Linked DNA regions of Macaca mulatta: region 2 is linked to region 1. A link is a contact called in public Hi-C data. All regions are on one chromosome and are shown on one strand. Each heading gives the region's core, a stretch centred on a gene start, on an enhancer-like site or on the middle of the called end of the contact. The rest is flanking DNA. Distances are from core to core; before and after follow the strand shown. Region 1 holds the start of GRPEL2 (GrpE like 2, mitochondrial). Region 2 holds the start of CSNK1A1 (casein kinase 1 alpha 1).

Evidence for each region. Hi-C and Micro-C count contacts between places; a contact is called where the count stands out from the background.
Region 2: a Hi-C map of fetal cortex germinal zone shows a contact between it and region 1, with 2.3 times the contacts expected there. The contact joins the promoter of CSNK1A1 here to the promoter of GRPEL2 in region 1. A contact is called at or near these places in 2 of 14 Hi-C or Micro-C datasets (blood and fetal cortex germinal zone).

What each region holds. Positions count from the first base shown.
Region 1 is chr6:158,304,823-158,307,522 of T2T-MMU8v2.0, forward strand. It overlaps GRPEL2 (GrpE like 2, mitochondrial), which reads left to right and starts at 1,418. Exons shown (of 4, transcript NM_001261153.1): 1 at 1,418-1,569. The coding sequence starts at 1,493.
Region 2 is chr6:158,514,142-158,516,841 of T2T-MMU8v2.0, forward strand. It overlaps CSNK1A1 (casein kinase 1 alpha 1), which reads right to left and starts at 1,444. Exons shown (of 10, transcript NM_001261235.1): 1 at 835-1,444; 2 at 58-164. The coding sequence starts at 957.

The sequences.
Region 1 (2,700 bases), core at 168-2,667:
AAAGCGTAGAAGTTTGTATTCAGTGAGGTTTAACAGAATTTCAACATCTTTCTATGCAAGGCTTAATGCATAGTTACAACGATCTGAGTAGTTAAGGTGGTCTTTTTCCTTCAAGAAAGGTATATTTAACATCACACCCTGCAGGTGTAACTGTCGTGGGGTCAGTTCAATTCAGGGCACCATCTGGTCTGAGTTAGGTACAGGACAATAAAGGAGGCCATCTATTACAAACATCAGTGATTGACAGGGGAGAAATCTGGTTTCTGCTCTGCTACATGGACCCAGACCACAGCCACATTTCTCTCAAAGCTTAAAGTATTTGGGAGGTTCCAATAGCTTTTACATTTTATTTATTTTCATATTCCATTGCAATCAGAATCAGTCTAAATTCAGCAAAAAAAAGTTTTTGAAGCCGGGGGCAGTGGCTCATGCCTGTCATCAGCACTTTGGAAGGCTGAGGAAGGCGGATCACCTGAGGTCATGAGTTCAAGCCCAGCCTGTCCAACATGGTGAAACCTCGTCTCTACTAAAAATACAAAAATTAGCTGTGCCTGGTGGTGGGCGCCTGTAATCCCAGCTACACAGGAGGCTGAGGCAGGAGAATTGCTTGAACCTGGGAGGCGGAAGTTGCAGTGAGCCAAGATTGTACCACTGCACGCCAGCCTGGGTGATAAGAGTGAGACTCCATCTCAAAAAAGAAATAATTTTGAACACCTAATTAGGGCACTGCTCAATGGGAATGAATAGACAATATCTCTGCCTTAAAAGAGCTTATATTTTAATGAGAGGAAATGAGAAAATACACACCATTTAAAAAACAAGTCCATAAGAAGGGCATTCGAGAAAAAGGCTGGGAGGAGTGATAGGCAATGGTTCAGGCTGCAATGTTTTAAACCGTTCACGTGATCTAGCCCTACCTAACAACTAGTCCTATTGCCCTCCCGCCTCTGTATATTTCAGTCCCTTACATGGAATACTCTTCTCTCTTTATTAGGCTTCTGCAGATGTTTCCCTCTGCCTGAACCCTTTCTTCAGCTCAGCTCAAATACCCGCTTCCTCTGGGAAAACATCCCACACGGCTAAATTTCTATTCCAGGCTTCCGCAACACCTGCCCCTCACCTTTAAACACCGCTCATATTCTGACTTTACATCCCGCTTGTATCTGTTTATCGCTCATAACATCAAGTAAGTTCCATGCGGACACAGCTATGATCTGCTTTGTTTGCCGCCGACCCTGCGCCCAGCACGGAGCCTCTGTAGTTACCACTAGGACCCGGCCTACTCGCGAAACACACTGAGAGCCGGAAGTGTTGCGATCGCTCCGAACGACCGGATGGGGAACTGCGCGGGCCACAGGGCAAACGGAAGTATAGCGTTCCTGTCCGGAAGCCCTGAGAGGGAAACGCCCGCAAAGGCTGGTTTTTAAGCGGGAGCATCTCTTCACTTGCAGCGAGTGCGCGTGCGCTGCCTCCCTCAGCCCAAGTCGGGAACATGGCCGTAAGGTCGCTGTGGGCGGGCCGGCTGCGGGTGCAGCGCCTACTGGCCTCGACTGCCGCGTGGGACAGCAAGTAAGCATTGCAGGCGGGGGGTCGGTAGCGTGAGGACTCTGCGGGGCTAGCGAGCCAGCCCGGGTGGTTGTGGGCTGGAGAGCGAGAGTTACCTGAACGTAGTCGAGGGGAGCAAGCCTCTCGGCCTCTACGACCATGCACTCACGGCCCCATTTTACAGACCGGGAAACTGAGGCCCCCAGCCGCACCTCTTTCTTATGCCGAGGAAGCGGGGGAGATCCGAGGTCATGTATGGCCTGGAAGGTGAGAAGTCTCTTAAGCCCCCAAGGGAGGGATGTACCTCTCTCCCGGCCTCTTCTCCCAGCCTGTGGTACCCGTGAGTAGATTTGGGTTCTCTCCCCTCACTCCGCGTGACCTTAGGCCAGTCCTTTCTCCGTTATCCGGGCACTGTTGTACCTGTCAGTAAAAGGAGGCCGCTGAACTTGGTTTCTCCAAACGGCCATTGCATCAGCCTTCGGGAGACAAGTTCCATTTGCTGCCTTTATTCATCGGCAGCTTATATTGGTCGCTTACGAGGCCGACTGCAGATCTATGGGTGGTTCTTTTTATTATTCCCTATTTAGTAATTGAGGAAACTGAGGTTTAGAAAAGTTGAGTAAGTTTTCCAAACTTAAATATTTGGGAAGTGGTAGAACCCGAGCTGGAAACCAGGGCATTAGAATGGGCGCTCTTATTTAATGAGCGATGTTAATTAATTTTCTCAGAGATTATTGCCTCTACACTGTTTCTTCCTGGGAAAGAGAATAAAAATGGTTGAGTACGAGGTAGGGTTGGACCTCTGAATAGTAAAGTAAGCTACGGGAGAATCTGGTAAATGTGCTTAACTATATATGTCACCGTTTTTATCTTAACACACCTGACCCAACATCCTACCCTAGCACCAGAGTAAGAGGTTGTATTCAGGGTTTGGGGACTTGGTTTTGTTTACCGTTCTCAAGTCTTTTTGGCAGCTTGTTGGTGATGTAAGGAAATGACCAGAAGAAAAATGGTTCCTTCTGATAAGCTGCCTCCCTGCTTCAATTCTGAAGCAGCAGGAATTGAGATTGGCCACAACTCCCCACCCCTATTTCTTGGTCTAAGCTTTGGCCATTTTCCCTTTGAACTGGCCCTGAGAATATTTTGACCTGCTTT
Region 2 (2,700 bases), core at 194-2,693, 210 kb after region 1:
CCACTTCCCCATTCCGTGCTTCCCTCAGCGGATCGCCTACATGCACGGGGTTCTTACCGTATGTGGGGGATGCCAACCCCACCTTGAAGAATCTTATAGAGCTTGCTCTCGTACAGCAACTGGGGATGCCTGGCCTTCTGAGATTCTAGCTTCACTGCCACTTCCTGCAGGGGAAAGAGGGGATGATGGCATCAACATCCCTACGGATTCAGTGTCATTTAGGAAAGGAGAGAGACATTAGCAAAACTCCAAGTCGCGACTACAAGGAAGAAGTGAAAAGCTGGAAAGAGAAAGCTCTCTGTAATTATAAAACGAGGCAACCAGCCTCAAAGGCCTCTTCAGGGGGTAGTGACGAAATCGTACGTCCTCTAAAGTGCAGGAAAATGATTCATCCAGAAAAAAGAAGCAACCTCTGAACGTAGTGAGAGGTTTTTAAGGAACTAGGCAATCGGAAACTGTTCTAATTGGAACAAGAGGCCCAGTAGGATTAAAAATTAAATAAAAGAAAAGCAAAGCAAAGCATGGGAATCACAGAAAGAGGATTTTGCCGTTTCCACCTTAAAAGTCGGTTAAAAAAAAAACAGCTCGACGAAGGGACATTTATGGGACGTGTTTAACAAGCTGGGAAACTAGTTCCCCCAACCTTTCTATCGGGTTCTTGACCCTTTTAGGGAGAGAGCGGGCGAGGATCGCAAGCCAGGAAAACTAGCTCCCTGGACTCCCTGGCGAGTGCGTGCGGTGAGGAAAGGCCCGAGCACTTTGGGGGTGCGCGGTGGTGGTGGGGGGAATGAGGAAAAGCGCAGCGTTATCGTGAACCCCACCCCAGGTGATTACCTCGCCGTTGGTGATGTTGATCGCCAGATAGATGTCCCCGAAGGAGCCAGACCCGATCTTCCGTACCAGTTTATATTTCCCTCCGACAATGAATTCGGCCTTAGAGCCGCTGCTACTCGCCATCCTGAGAGACGAAGATGGAGTCTGGGGCCAAGCCCCGACACCTCTGGGAAGACGACGGAGGCCTCTGGGGCTCCTACACTGGGCAAGGCTACGGAGGAAGGCGGCAGGAAACAGAACACGGAGGCCTTTACCGGCGTTCGGGGCCCAGAATCAGCCGAGCGGAACCTGATCACCGCCGCTCGGTCAGGTTTCTTTTTGCCAGGCCGCAGTTTGTGAAGGGCTTCTCGCGGTTACCAGGCTGGGCCACTTGTTTCTCGGCGGCCGCCGCTGCCTCGCTTGCGCGGCGACGTCGCGGGCTGGAAAAGGGGCGCGGTGAGCTAGGGCGGCGATACAGCTACCACCACTGCCGCCGGCTCCGGCCCTGAGGGACCCCTGTCACTCCGCCGACGCCGCCATCTTGTTACTCCAGCTCCAGCCAACACAAAATGCCCCCAGTCCCCGGGAGCCGCTTCTTCACGGCGCAGAGCACTCTGGGAAAGGGATCTGGGGCGCTCGCTCCGAAGGATCGGCAGCGAGAGGGCGGAACCGGATCCGTGAGAGTCGCGGCCCACGCTCCGAGCGTCACCCTGTCACCGCCCAGTAGCGCATGAGCGCTGCAACTCCTGCTGACTGCGCAGGCGTGCCGCGGCCTGCCTCACCCCGCCCCGGGCTTTCTTCCACTTCCGGTCGGCGGCGGCTCAGCTGGTGTTACCTGTTACTCGCCTCGGACCCGCAGGGTCTCTGGAAGGCTGAGTGGCCCCAGGCCTCGATGTTGGGAGGAGTCACCTTCATGTTTCGTGTCAGGCCTCCTTAGGAGTTGGGTATTGACCTTTGCTCTTTGAGGCGGTTTTTAACCTTTGATCTTTCTTCTGGCCGCTCCCCAGGACCGGCCTATTCCAACCCAGTTTCTGTTTGGAAAGAGGCTATCGCCTCTGGTGGAGAGGAAGAGAAAAGCAGCCCGCGTTGAGGAATCGTTCAGGGCTCTCGGTTATAGCAAAACCTAGCTAATTACCCTTCATAATTAGAATTTTCTTCTCTACTACGGAGTGTTATAGACCCTCTTTCCACAGGAGGGGAAAAAAGAAAGAAGCCGGAATCCCCCTGCCGTCCTACGTCTTTGCATTATTGCCTCACTACCACTTTTGATCTTCAGAAGAAAACCCAGTATCTTGTTCATAGTGAAGATTAGGGATAGATGGAATCAACAGAAAATTAATTTAACAAGAGTGAAAAAACTGTTATGCCCCCCAACCCCACCAAAACAACAACAAAGAATCGTATGTTGGTCATGTTGAAAACCGCAGTATTAACCTGAACAGAGTAGAGGTAACTATTACAAAATTTAATTGACAACATTTAAAGCTACACGGAAATTTTTTTCTTTTTTACTAAAAATCGATCAGAGAATCAAATCTTGACCACATTTTGTATTACAAAATTTGACCTGGGAAAATTGGGTTGAGTAATAGTAATGTTCACAAAAGAAAGCTCCATGGTTTATGCTATCATCTTAAGTCAGACCTCAGTCGTAAACATTTAAGCTAAGCCTATCCTAAATAAAATTTAATTAAAATAGAAATGAGGGCCGGGCGCAGTGGCTCACGCCTGTAATCCCACCACTTTGGGAGGCCGGGGCGGGCAGATGACTTGAGGTCAGTTGTTCGAGACCAGCCTGGCCAACATGGCGAAACCCCGTATCTACTAAAAATACAAAAATTAGCTGGGTGTGATGACGTACACTTGTAACCCCAGCTACTCGGAAGC